Linked DNA regions of Sus scrofa: regions 1 and 3 are each linked to region 2. Evidence: chromatin contacts called from public Hi-C and promoter capture Hi-C data. All regions are on one chromosome and are shown on one strand. The core of a region is the stretch at or near the end of the contact, and the rest is flanking DNA. Distances in the headings are between cores, read along the strand shown.

Region 1 (4,501 bases), core at 1,328-3,827, 140 kb before region 2:
CTTTCTTGTGCATTTGTGGGGGGTTTTTTTAAATAAATAAAGGAGTTCCCATCGTGGCTCAGTGGTTAACGAATCCGACTAGGAACCATGAGGTTTCGGGTTTGATCCCAGGCCTTGCTCAGTGGGTTAAGGATCCGGCGTTGCCATAAGCTGTGGTGTAGGTTGCAGACGCGGCTTGGATCTGGAATTGCTATGGCTCTGGCATAGGCCAGTGGCTACAGCTCCGATTCGACCCCTAGCTTGGGAACCTCCATATGCCACGGGAGTGGCCCAAGAAATGACAAAAAGACAAATAAATAAATAAATGAATAAAATATAAATATATTGGTCCTTATCATTTATCAACACAATACTAGGTCAGTGCAAAAAAGTATTAATAATGTAAAGGAATAGAGAAAAAAGCAGAAATCCTACTATCCAGATTCAACCATAATTAACTATTTGGACCTCTTCTTTTACTTACATGCATACATCATATGTGCTATTTAGCAACTTACTGTTTCAGTCAAAAATGTAACTTGAAGATCCTATCTATCCATAAATATATGCAATAGGCAAAAATGGATACCTATCACCCTTTTTAAAGATAGTATATTACCATATATGGGTATACTGTAACATGTTTAAGAAATAAACTGGAGTTCCCGTCAACACGGATCAGCACAAACAAATCTGACTAGCATCCAAGAGGATGCAGGTTCGAGCCCTAGCCTCGCTCAGTGGATTAAGAATCCAGCGTTGCCATGAGCTGTGGTGTAGGTCGCAGATGCAGATCGGATGTGATGTTGCTGTGGCTGTGGTGTGCGCCAGCAGCTATAGCTCCGATTAGACCCCTAGCCTGGGAACCTTCATATGCTGCGGGTGCAGCCCTAAAAAGACAAAGAATAATAATAATAATAAACTATTGGTAATTTCTAACCTCTTATTATTATAAACCACACGACAGCACACAGTTTTTGGATTTATGGTTGTCCACGGATTTCCCTTTGGGTGAATTTCCCGGTGTGGTAGTGCTCTGAGAGGGTATACTCTGCTGAAGGTTGATATGGATGTCAAGCTGCCCTGCAAAGGCCAGTACAAATCACTTTCTCCTCAAAAAGGCTTCAGAGTGTCCCTTCAGCTATATCGTCCTTGATGTCTTATGTCATCTTTGCTGATCTGACAGGTAAATATGGCACCCAATGGCTATCTTGCATGAATGCTTAGATCTCAGGTAAGATTGGAACTGGACATTCCTTCATACGTGTGTGGGGTCACAGCAGTTGCTTTGGTGAGTGGCCTCGGCATATCCTTTGCCCGTTCCTCTATTTGGGTGTTTATCTTTTTCTAGATAGTTTGCAAAAGGTCTTTATATGTATTAGGAACATTTACAGTTTTCACATATATTGTACATATCTTTAGTTCATCTTTTAATCTTGCTTATGGAGACTGAATACACAGAAGTTTACAGTTTTTATACATGCAAAAGTATGTACCTTTTCCATCATGGTTTTTATCTTTGCTCGTATGCTTAGAGAGTCCTTCCTCACACCAAGATGGAAAAATATTCTCCCCTCCCCCCAGCCTCTATTCCATTACTTTCATCTTTTTTAATTTTCTACCTCTAGAATTGATCTTGATATAAGACATTAGGGAAGGAGTCAGCTTTTTAACCAGCCAGTTGTCCCAACACTGTTTTATTAAATAATCTATCTCATCCCTGTAGTTTCAAATGCTTCCCTTATTTAATACCGAATATCCATATACACTTGAGTCTAATTTTGTACTCATTAAATCTGTTCTACTAATTTGATTTCTCTTCCTGTGCCAGTAACACACTGTTTTAATTGCTACAGCTTTGTAATTAGTTTTAAGATATTTGGTGAAACTCTCCCCTCACTGATTTTCTTTTTCAAGACTTTCCTCATATAAACATTGTAAATCAACTATACTTTAACACATTTTCATTTTAAAAACACAGCAAAAATTAACACAATATTGTAAATCAACTTTACTTCAATACCATTTTAAAAAATATATAACGAGTGCCATCATGTTTATTCCCCTGGATAAAGTTTCAAATGATCTTGCCAAGTTTCCCCAATCCAAGTTGTACCACTCAATTCCACTGCATCGAATTTACACACTAATTTCAAACAAGTATGTCTTCTTTCCATCTAAAAATGATGTAGCTCCTTTATTCACATTTTCATCCTCCCCCAAAACTTAACAGCTAAGGTGGAAAAAAGAGCCATAACCCTTTATCCAAGAGAAGGTCACATTCTCAAGCTATTACAAAGTATATCTTTTAAGACTTTTCCTTGATGCTGTGAAAATGCCTAGCAACTGCAAAATAATACTAATGCCATTATACTTGGAATATTTCCATAGCTCCAAAATACCCATCTCTATTCTCTGGAGGGTGCACACTGTATACCCTTGTAAGATTTCTCTTTCCCGGAGGATGGCTCTCTGGCTTCCAAGGCCAGTGCTGGAGAAATGAATGGGGCCTCACACTGCGTCCCCTGGAGGACAATGAGGAATGATGCTAACCAGACCTGCCTTCACACATCATAAATGGCCCTGAAGCCATATTGCTGCAAACCCGCTCAGCACCGTCTGAAGTTCATGAATCATTCTCCACAGGACGCAGGTCATGGCTCCCAAACCACAGTCCCACATCCTGGGCAGGGGTCCAACAAGGAACGAGGCGGGTGACAGTACTGTCAGGCATGTGCTGAGAGAGGGGCACCTACCCTCAGGACAAAAAGCATCCCTCCCAGAGCTGTGAAGGGATTGCCAGGCGCCCCACAGGCCAAGGAGCCAGGAGGGTTAGCCACGCTTACAGACCTCAGCCCACTGCTTTCCTGCAACACCAGGTCTTCCGCTTCAGGACTACACGTGAGATTTCCAGATGCAGGCAGCCAGAGGAACCTTAATGGCTAACTATTTGCCGATCTCATCCACAGTTAGCAAAACGGTGGCCTGCAGGCTGAATTTGGCCCACAGATGTGTTTTCTTTGGCCTGAATGCTGCTGGATCATTTTTTTGGAACCAACATTTAACAATTTAGAGATTTCCTGTATTTTCTCTTAAAAACTAAAGAAGTCTGGACCACACTACGCCTGCATTCTTGTGCAGAAACATTCATTAAGAGCCAAGCAGGTCATCACCCCCAGTGACAGTGTGCTCCTATATTAATGGACTTTGCTTAGGGGTTTTGCAACCCCCACCCCCCCAACCCCAGCCTGTGGCCTCCTCCCTCCCAGTCGTTTCTGATTTAGGTCTAATTTAGAGGATACACAGGTCTCTCAGCTAACAAAACTTCTCAGGACTTTATCCCCACATCAAATTCCTTATTAAAAAAGAAAAAATCAAATAAGGTATATGTAGGTGAAGGGAAAGTCACAGAAATCTAGAAGCCTAAAACGCTATGCTATATAGTTTGTACTGCTCATGTTCTAGGGAATTTAACATGATAGAGTGAAGCTAAGTTTAGAGAGGATATTAAATTTATCACTTAAAGTTCTTTATGTAGAGTCAGATTACAGCCTTCTGGATGGATTCAAAAATATGTTCTATTTTTTAAAGAAACAGCACAAAGTCCCAGTTATAAAATAAATAAGTCATGGGGATGTAATGTATGGCATGGTAATTCTAGCTAATAGTACTGCACTACACACTTGACAGCGGCTAAGAAACTAGATCTTAGAAGCGAACTATTGCCTTTAGAGTAGATAAGCAATGAGATCCTTCTGTATAGCACTGGGAACTATATCTAGTCACTTGGGATGGAGCATAATGGAGGATAATGTGAGAAAAAGAATGTATATATGTATGTGTGACTGGGTCACTTTGCTGTACAGTAGAAAACTGACAGAACACTATACCAGCTATAATGGAAGAAATAAAAATCAATTTTAAAAAAGTTCTTATTACAAGAAAAAATAATTTTCTAAGTTATGTATGATGATGGAATTTAACTAGACTTATTGTGGTGATCATTTTAATATATATATATATACACACATATATATAATGTTGCTACACAAATATATACACACAAAAACAAGTTACAATTTTACTATGGATAATTCATCTTGCTTATTGAAAAAGATCCCCTCATGATACAATGTTGATATAGTTTCTTTTTTCTCACTTGGATCTTGAGACTAGCAAGCTATTATTCTCTAAATTAATGCCGGTAGTCAAGAACTACAGCTTTAATGGTTTTTCTCCCCTTTTTCACCATAAATACTTTGCCAACATAATCACCTTAAGATTTACTCTAGTATATTCATCTATCATCCGTTCCCAGCCTAGAACTGAAATGCACAAATATACTACGCCAAATCCTACTATTGCAAATAACAAACATTAACTGCTTGGCCAAATCATTTTGATGTATAAAGTAGATACATTAAAAAAATCAACATGGGGATGACCCAACCGTAAAAGGGCATTTTTGAAACTAGTGGAACAAAAAAAAATTAAATATGCACTGGATATTGGTGATACTGAG
Region 2 (4,822 bases), core at 438-2,937:
ACTGGCAAAGATGACAAGACCAAAGCCGACTAAAACTGGAAGATTTAAAACAAGCAAATGTCTAACAGTTGTCGAAGTATGTGCCCAGAAGGTGGAGGGAAGCCTAAACGAATATCAATTTACACTTTTAAATGCTCTGGAACCAATGGGAACAAGTAGATTCATCAAGATTACCAGCTGCTCCTCCTGCTAAATTTAAGGGTAACATAAATCTTAATTAAGTGATCCCTCCCCCACAAAAAGAAAATTTAAAAAGCCTGTAAATACTTATGGAAAACAAAGCAAAACTTTGAATCTGAAGGCAGGAGAGCAAACCACTGTGGTGATGGATCGCATTTAAGTCGCAGGGGTTCTGACTTAGGACATAAACTGAGGACGGCGAGGCACCAGATGCAACCCACTTAGGAAGCTGTTTAACACCAAGGACTGGCATGTTCGACCGCGTGTGTCAAAGTCAAGACTGCCTCTCCGCCTATTAGGACCACAAAACAATGTTCGTTCCACCATGTATGAATAAACGGCAGAAGAAGAAAAAAGCAAGCTGTTTCCTTCTTTCGTGGAAGAAGCTGCAGAGTTTTGTCATGCAACTTGCTTGGGCGCCTGTGAGTGTCAAGGTCCTCAGAGCAGCACAGTCCGCAAAGGCAGGGTATTTCCATTCCACAGACCCGCAGCAAGGACTGTCAGGCGAGTCAGCAATAACCCCACCTCTCCGATCCAGGACTCCAGGGCTGCCCTGTGCGGTGTCTCAACCGGAAAGCAACAAAACTGATGAACACACACAGAGGGTAGCCCACTACCTGAGAAGGGAGCCCCGGACCGGACTTCTCCTCCTGGGAGAGCCCGGCCAGGGCCCAGAGCGCGGTCTCCAAGAGTCCCCATCGCGCACCACGCACACTGCCTCTGGGTTACTAAAGAGGAAGTCAAAATGTCATGTCAAAAGGATAAAGACAGCCCGACCACACAAGAATCGCTGTCAGGGCGGGTCTACGGCTTGGCTTGGAAAGGGGTCCGCAGGCTGTGATCCCTTTTCCCTCTCCATCCACGGTCCTCCTGCCGGCGGCGCGGACCAGCCTCCTCTCGGCCCGCACGGGCTGGCGGAGCCCACGCTGCGCAGCGCCGGAGGCGCACCTCAAGCCTCCCCTCCCCCTGCCCAGCCCGGGCCCGCGGACAACGCACCCCCGCGCACCCCCTTCCTCAGTCCCCAAGGCGCCCCTGGCCGAGCCCGCAGTTCCGAATGCCCCGCGCCGGGCAGCGCCGGGAAGGAGAGCCTCAGCCGCCGGCTTTCAGAGGAGCCGGCGGCCACACACACTCCTCCCCTTCGCCGCGAGTAAACAGCTCGCGGGCGCGCTCCGCGCCGCGCCCCCATCCCCCCGCCGGGGCTCCGCGCCGCCCCGCGCGTCCCGCCCGCCGGCGCCGGCGCCGCCGCCCCCTACCTGGTCGGTGAGTTTGAGCACTGCCATTCTTCTGCTCCTTCGCGCGCACACACATACAGGTTCCCGGTCCACAGATGTCACGCCAGGAGCCGGGGAAGCGGAAGGGATTGCCAGGGGAAGGGAAAAAAATCTGGCTCCCGAATTTGACAGCCCTCCCTATGCTCCTCCTCCGCCGCCTCTTCCTCCTCCCGCCGAGAGGCTGACACTGGCTAGTAGGGTTTGCAGCCGAGCCCGCCCGCCTTTATACAGGAAGTACCGGCTGCTGCCAGCCGGGCCGCCACTGACATCACCGCGCGCTGCCTCGCTCGCCGCCGCGCCGCCTGGCCGACGCTGCCTCCTGCCGCCCGCGGCCGCGCCTCGCAGCCCGCGGGCCCCCGACGCCCGCTCGTGCTCGGCGCGCCGCCGTGGGCCCAGACTGCCGCCTGCTTTCCGCACCTGCACATTGCGCCCGGGGCGAGCGGGATATCGGCCCCAGGGTCGCCCCGGCTGCCCCCACCCCCAGACCCAGGACGTGCGCGGTTAAAGGCATCCCCAGGGGCTGCTCGTGACCCTCCTTCGCCCCGTCCCACGCACACAAACACACACGGTCGTACAACCTGATGAGCAAGTCCTGCTGGCACACCCCGAGGGGTAAGAAAGGCTGCACCAAAGTTTTAACCCGGGAGACTGGGAGGCTGGGTCACACTCTAGATTGGCCTTCCCCTAAACCTCTCCCCTGTCCGGAAACAGTCCAGTACATCAAATGATCACACCTGGGTCAGGTACCACAGTGCTAATGCTCTCGTTATCTAAAGCGGGGAGCCCCCCCCACACACACACACACACATTCTTTAGCAAGTGTTTTTCAAAACTTGAGGGTGGGGATTCGGGCTTTGGCCCTTTCGCCTTTTTCTCCACCTACCTCCCAGCTAGAACACACAGAAGCCCATCATTAAATTCAAACATTGGGAGGGAAGGAGGTAAAGTGGAATTACTGGAGAAGAAAAGCGATCCTAAATTACCGCATTAATGGGCCCTTGAGTGTTTCCACCAGTTCTGACTCATTCCAGATAACGATGCTATTCAACAGATAGAAGACCCAGCTGTCAAACAGCGAGAGATGCATACACGATGGTCATATTCATACACATAGTGAAGAGTTGATACTTCTGGAATTCCGAGCAAACGATTCCTTCAACAACCCTGTACTGAGTGCTGACTTTGTACCACAGAAGGAAAGGGGGAGCATAAATATTCCAGATACCCAGTCATAGGGGGTGTCTGACACGAATGAAGTGGTCATCACTAATGAATGTAATTACAGGCTGAGATAAGGGTTGGGGGCGGGGGGAGAAATACTCCTGAAAGGAATCTGTGATGCAGGAATCAGACCAGACTGGTAGGTGAGGATAGGCTTCCCTGGGAAGTGACAAGAGGTGAGATTCTGCAGGAGGAAGGGCTGGGTAGGCAAGTACATGGGGTGCTGCTCCCAGGCAGCCCCACATGCCCCTGGCATGGCAGGGAGCAGACTTGCATTGAACAGCAAACCAGAACTGCAGTTCCTGGGGCAAGACCAAATAGCTACCCTTCATTCACAAAGTAAAGGTGGGCTCTTCGTTCCTAACTTCTGAGCCTCCCCAGTCTGCTGAGAAAGGAGAGGAGAGAATGGTAGCATGCTCTTAGCATCCCCCATTTATTATCTAACCATGGACTTGTGATTCAGATCACGAAGACAAGGGGAACCAAGAAATCACTCTCCTGGCCTCCACTCCACTAATCTTCAGTAATGCACAGAGACTAAAAAAAATTTCCCTCCTAAGGCCTCCCTCAAACACAAAGTAGTTTGCTTTTGTTGCATCTGTGGAGCAGTTCTTCACTGCTGTTGTTAGTATGTCTATTTATTAATATTACTGCCTGGCTTTGTGGGTAACTGGATAGGACACTGACCTCTCTTGTTAAATATAGCCATCTTTCAGAAGAGTGATAACAAATGACTTGATATGGCAGAAGTATTCAAGGTCCACTCTGGTTCACCATGGGCATGCCTACATGCAAGTTCTTGGAGCCTGATTTGAAAGGAGGAGCAAACAGTTCTCAAACCTATCGGGTCCAACATCCGATTTTGTAACTAGGTTTCTTTGCTTTTCGTTTTTTGTTTTATGGCCACATCTGTGACATATGGAAGTTCCTGGGCTAGGAGTCAAATTGGAGCTGCAGCTATAGCTGCCTGCCTATACCACAGCCACAGCATTGCAGGATCCCAACCACATCCATAACCTACATCACAGCTTTTGGCAACACCGGATCCTTAACCCACTGAGTGAGGCCAGAGAATGAACCCACATCTTCATGGAGACTATATGAGGGTCTTAACCACCTGAGTCCCAATGGAAACGCCAGTAAACTAGCATTTTTAATACTCTCATTACTATGAAATGAAATTCATAAATAACATTACCTTCCTATGCAAATTTCCCCCATATCAACATAATGTCCTAATATATAATAAAGGAGAAATAAAATTTGTAATTAATGTGTACTTCAATAGATAAATGCTATAGAATAACTCTATTGGAAGACAAAATAGTCAGATGCTTGCACCTGCATGTAGAACCACCGTGCATGAAACTACAAATGTAGTCCAATATGAAAGTGTTTCAATAGCAACTCAAATATCAACATTAGCGTTAACATAGGTGACATGATTTTTTGAAAAGTTGAAGCATTTTGGTCAAGTTTCAAACAAAATAATAAAGGATTGGGTTAAATTTATGGATATGGGTGCAGTTACCAAGAAGTCTGGATTTAACATGTGAGCTCATGGGTTCAAAACGACTCCAATGATTTGCTCCACTGATTTAATGAAACTCAGACTCAGTGGTGGTCTATAGTCAATGAGATGGAGATGATAGAATGTGCCTGATAAGATGTGGAGAAAAAAATCCAAAGCTTTATAAAGATGGGAATGTTGCATAACATTTTATCATGCATAAACTGTACACCCAACCCCAAATTACAAACCCCTACACTAAGGCATTGAAGAATATATTAGTAAGGGGAGCATCAGAAACGCTCTATGGTAGTTGGATATGATGGTTGGGAGATGCTTCCATTGGGACCACTTTCTGATTTCTACAAGAGTGAGATCCTGGGATGGCAAAAGCCAAGGAGCAGCACTTAACCGGCAGGAAGCAGGCAGACACTTTACAAGCACAGCAGGAAGAAAGTAGTACTCAAAGGTTTTGACCTACAAGGATATATGGCTCTAGGAATGAAGTAAGTGGGCAGACTTCTGAAATATTCCTTGATGTTTTTTACAGGCAAAACTCTAGGTCTGCTGCCTGAAACCTGACTTGAGACATCAAATGAAGTCATCTTCTCATCCAGTTTCCATAACTCAGCCAGCTCAC
Region 3 (4,811 bases), core at 876-3,375, 230 kb before region 2:
AAGAGATCTTTAAAAATACACTGGCCATTTTGTTTATGAAGGTAAGTGATTTTCATAAATGCTCCTTGTTTACTTATTTACAGAAAGAAAGGCCTGTTTTTCTCCTCTTTAATGAGCTACCCTTTCTAACTCTACAAGGAGACCAGAGCACAGTGATCTTTGTGGGGAGGAGCTTTAGCAAATTTTATCTTCTGCAACTCTCCTCCTCCTCCCTTTGTTTGTTTCTTGTTCATTTGTTTGGGTTTTTTGTTTTTTGTTTTTTTGCTTTTTACCTCCACGGCATATGGAGGTTCCCAGGCTAGGGGTCCAATTGGAGTTACAGCTTCTGGCCTATGCCACAGCCACAGCCACATCAGGTCCAAGCTGCGTCTGCGACCTACACCACAACTCAGAGCAATGCCAGATTCTTAACCCACTGAGGGAGGCCAGGGATCAAACCTGCAACCTCATGGTTCCTAGTTGGATTTGTTTCTGCTGAGCCACGATGGGAACTCCATGTTTTTTGTTTTAAATGAGATTTGCAATATTTATTTCAGGTTCTCTGTTTGTTTGTTTTGCCACACAGGCAGTATGTGGGAAATCCTGGGCCAGGGATCGAACCTACACCACACAGCAGCAACCAAAGCCAACACGGTGGTGAGAATGCAGGAGCTTCAACCCGTTAGGCCGTCAGAGAATTTCCCTTCTCCTCATTTTGGTATTTTCTCCTTAGATGGTTCCCCCACCACCACTATATATATATACTCAGACACACACAGATACACACACCATTGCTACCCTCAATGAACCACTGTTACTGAAGGGAGCAGGTCTTATCCCCAAATATGCTGAGACAGAAGAAAGCATATGGCTCTTGGAGCTGGAACAGCGTTTCCCTCATCAATGTCCTCAGGACACAGCACGGTCAATGGAAGGAAAGGCTACTTGAATAATAATGTCATTCCTAAGGCACTTTTGCCACATAGTATGTGTTTGCATAAAATGAAGGTAAAATAATTACAAGGAAAGAGGCTTTGTGCTTATTGAGTTTTTTTGGCAAATTTTAAGTAAACATTTGGCCAGTTTATCTCTCAAACGGTTCAAATCTGAAAGAAAATCAGAAATTCATGGTTCTTTGGCTAACAAGTTAAAGAAAACACCACTGAAAATATTAACACATCACAAGTGAAGTTGGTTTGTGCCCAAATCATTTACTTCTGCTTAACTGACACATTTAGGATCCCTGCCTTTGGGTAGCCATGACCTGCTTGGGAACTCTAGAATCTGGTCAAAGCCTTCTGATCCTAGCACGCTGTTCTCGCCAGGAAATTGAGCTGCTTCTTTTGATCTGCAACCTCCCAATCAAAAAGGCCCTTTGACTTAAAGCAGATCCCTTTCTCTTCTGAGACAACCCAGTGTTCTTGCTGTTCGTCAGTGTACCTCTCCTCTGACCGCCCTCAGTTTTGTCCTTAGCCTGAGCCCGCATCTTTTCTTCTCTGGACATTTGCAAGAGGCTGCCCAGTGCTTCTAGTCTGGACCACCTCCAATCTGTCTGGATTGCAATTAGAGCAATCTTTCTCACACACAAATGGGATCATCGGACACAAGCTACCCTACACCCACTTACAATTCTTTTTTTTTTTCTTTCATTTTTTAAAAATTATTACTATTTTTAAAATAGTTATTTCCCCAATACAATTATAATTCCTTAACAGCTTCTGAATGCCTCAGCATGGAACCCAACTCCTTAGCAAGACAATTGTGATCCTTTGTAGTGTGGCTCTTCCTGCCTTTCCACCTCATCTCATTCCACTCCCCCTAGATCAGGTAGTCCAGGCTTGGGAATCTGCTTTTGGATATGGTCACATATTTGTGCCTTTGTAAATACTGTTCCCTCTTCCTGGAATGTGCTTCCCTGCTTCCCCCTCTATCTTTTTTATCTCACACAATTCAGTTTGCCATGTGGCAAACTCCTACCCATCCTTCTTTTGCTGAAATGTCATCTCTTCAGTGTTTCCCTGGTCCAAACCTCCATCATAACACACCTCATGACGCTGCAGTCATTTGCTCTTGATCTCATCTCCACCACCAGCCCGGGAGCCCGGAGGGCCACCAGAATGCACCATGCCCTGGACCATTTCAATTCTGGTTCATTCTCTGCCAAGATTTTTGATTCTATTGCACAACACTTGACAAATAAATTACAATTCCTAATATAACCCTGCCTTTGTAGTTTTCCTTTCCTAAAGATTCAGTTATTATCCCCAGTTTCTATGGTCAAGGCCAAACTCTTTATTGAAGCATTTAAGACCCTCTTTAATTTGACTATACTACATGTTACTGAGCAATAAATTAATAGTCAACATTTATTGATTGTTTACTATGTGCCAGGCACTGTTCAAAGAGTTTTTTTTTAGGGCTGAACCCGCAGCATATGGAAATTCCCAGGCTAGGGGTCGAATTGGGGCTGCAGCTACCGGCCTACGCCACAGCCACGGCAATGTGGGATCCAAGCCACGTCTGCGACCTACACCACAGCTCCCGGCAACACCAGATCCATAACCCACAGAGAGAGGCCAGGGATCAAACCCATGTCCTCGCGGATACTAATCAGGTTCATTACTACTGACCCATGACGGGAACTCCCCAAAAGCTTTTAATAGGGATTATCATGTTGAATAACCTTAGCAGATGTATTTATATAACTCACAATCACACAGATCTTAACATATACCAGAAAGCTTTACTAATAATTAAGTCCTTTAATCTTCATCACAAACTTATAGGAGGTACTACTATTACTCTGATTTTTCAAATGAGGAAATCAAAGCACAGAGATTGAGCAACAGGCTGAAGGTCACACAGCTCACAAGTGAGGCAGCTTGGATTGGAGCCCAGCTGGTGCCCAGGAAAGCCTGGGCTCCCAACCGTGATATAATACTGCCTCTGGGCAGAGCACACACCATCACACACCCTCTACCCTGCCAGGCTAAGCTTTTCCCAGAGCCTTATCTCTTCCTGCCACTCACTGCTCTACTCATAATTCCATCCTCCAAAGCCTACCTAAAACTCACCTTCTCCTTGAAAACTGTGGCCACCCTTGAGCTCTCCTCTTCCTATCTACACGCTATGGTTCGTATAGCTTACACCAAACATTTTGCCATTAAAGTCCTGTTTCATTTTGAACTTCATTAAATACTATCTTGCACGGTTCTTTGTTTTAGTGGGGCCTTGGGCTTCCAACAAAATTATGAGCTCCGGGAGGATACCAACCAGGTAACTTCCGACATTTCCCATAGCACCCAGCATTGCGACAGACTCATATAGATGTTTTAAATACTCTTGTTGAATTGAAGTACAAAATGAAGTCAGGTCCCCCTTCCCAACGTAGCAGATTTATTCAATTGCATTCTATAACCATACCGTTAATACGGGTCATTAATATGCAAAACAACACCCTCAATAAATTTGAGTTTGCCCAATTATGCTTTATTCTTCCTGCTTAACTAACACTGAAAATTGGGGGAAAAAGAATATTAAAAAGGCAGAGTTAGGAATAAAGTTCAAATTTCCTTAATTAAAACCACTAGAATAGACTTCTTTCTGATGTAGCTAAAAAATAAAATTGGTTCTTCCTTGCAAGTGTCATTAAAAGTCACTTAATTTAGATCAAATTTAATTTGTGTTTAGCACAATGGTACAGTCTACCCTAACCCAGATAAATGGGAACTATCTACCACATGCCAGAATCCCCGTGGCAGGACGCCCATGTGTGGCAATTATTCCACCGTATTTTTGCAGTAACCTACTTGGCTGTGTCAGCTCCACTGGTTATTAAGGTGTTAATCAAAAGCTCATGACCGTATCTTGCAGCCACATGGAGAGGAGTGTTGCCATCCTTATCCACACAGTCAATTTCACCTCCTGAAAAAGACATTTTAATACAGAACAACATAAGGATTCAAGTTGACTCACATACCACATTTTATGCTGGTCACGTTAACCAAATGTTGATTTCGTGTCTACTCTGTGCATCTCTGCTCTCAAGGATAAGAATGCTTTCTCAGGGGACAAGTCACCATCTCGAGTAGTGGTATTATTAAATCTGCATAGAGGAAAGTCTACTAGAAATGCTTATTAATTTTTTTCCACATTGTCTTATTTGAGGATCTAAAATCTGACAACTGGATTCCCTCTCTGAATAAACAATGCAATCAAATTCCACAAAATGTAACTCTGAAGACACATCCAATTTTAATTTTACTTGCTGAATTAAAGACCTATGTAAACCTTATACAAAAGCATAAGAACCGAAAGGAATAGAGAGTTCAGAAAAAGACTTAATGTAGTTTGATTATCTAGTTTAAAATATGATGACTAAAATTAGTAAAAATATAAGCTAGAGGCTGCAAATATACTTATTAAAACCATTACATTAATGTTCATGTTATTTTAGTCTCATTTTATTTTGCCTTCTTCCCTAACATTTTATTCCACTACATTTCTTTCTTTCCCCTTTTCATATATATGACAGTTATATGTATATATATCATAAAATATATATAAAACACAATTCATCTATTTATTCATTTATTTGAAGAAATATTTAGAAATAAGAACATTTCTAAACATTTAGAAACAGCATTTAGAAACATCAAGACATTTCACCCCCAATCAAAAGACATTCTCCCACATAACCACAATCCCATCATTATACCCAAGAATTGGTTGTCATGTCTCTTTAGTTTCCTTTCACCTAAAATAATCCTCCTGCCTTTTATGTATGTATGAATGTATGTATGTATTTCTCAGGTCATTGATATTTCTGGAGA

What was found. Promoter capture Hi-C pulls out the DNA fragments that hold promoters and counts their contacts. Hi-C and Micro-C count contacts between places; a contact is called where the count stands out from the background.
Region 1: a Hi-C map of embryonic fibroblasts shows a contact between it and region 2, with 1.9 times the contacts expected there. The contact joins the enhancer-like site here to the promoter of ANKRD44 in region 2. A contact is called at or near these places in 3 of 5 promoter capture datasets (fetal liver, fetal skeletal muscle and liver), 8 of 47 Hi-C or Micro-C datasets (embryonic fibroblasts, fibroblasts, mesenteric adipose tissue and 4 more) and 1 of 2 datasets of contacts at active chromatin or transcription factors (alveolar macrophages).
Region 3: a promoter capture Hi-C map of liver shows a contact between it and region 2, with 6 times the contacts expected there. The contact joins the enhancer-like site here to the promoter of ANKRD44 in region 2. A contact is called at or near these places in 3 of 5 promoter capture datasets (fetal liver, fetal skeletal muscle and liver), 28 of 47 Hi-C or Micro-C datasets (adipose tissue, alveolar macrophages, blood and 14 more) and 2 of 2 datasets of contacts at active chromatin or transcription factors (alveolar macrophages and skeletal muscle).

Annotation. Positions count from the first base shown.
Region 1 is chr15:101,073,409-101,077,909 of Sscrofa11.1, forward strand. The region is part of intron 2 of ANKRD44 (serine/threonine-protein phosphatase 6 regulatory ankyrin repeat subunit B); the gene reads right to left. Among named protein-coding and RNA genes, the nearest start is that of ANKRD44, 140 kb to the right of the region's middle. Within about 2 kb of position 2,578, at least 10 of the 83 cell types and tissues checked have an H3K27ac peak or open chromatin away from gene starts, as enhancers often do. A contact at or near this core is called in embryonic fibroblasts and omental adipose tissue, where this site is marked.
Region 2 is chr15:101,209,485-101,214,306 of Sscrofa11.1, forward strand. It overlaps ANKRD44 (serine/threonine-protein phosphatase 6 regulatory ankyrin repeat subunit B), which reads right to left and starts at 1,688. Exons shown (of 28, transcript XM_021076238.1): 1 at 1,434-1,688. The coding sequence starts at 1,460.
Region 3 is chr15:100,977,911-100,982,721 of Sscrofa11.1, forward strand. It overlaps ANKRD44 (serine/threonine-protein phosphatase 6 regulatory ankyrin repeat subunit B), which reads right to left. Exons shown (of 28, transcript XM_021076238.1): 10 at 3,789-3,903. Among named protein-coding and RNA genes, the nearest start is that of PGAP1, 160 kb to the left of the region's middle. Within about 2 kb of position 2,126, at least 3 of the 83 cell types and tissues checked have an H3K27ac peak or open chromatin away from gene starts, as enhancers often do. A contact at or near this core is called in liver, where this site is marked.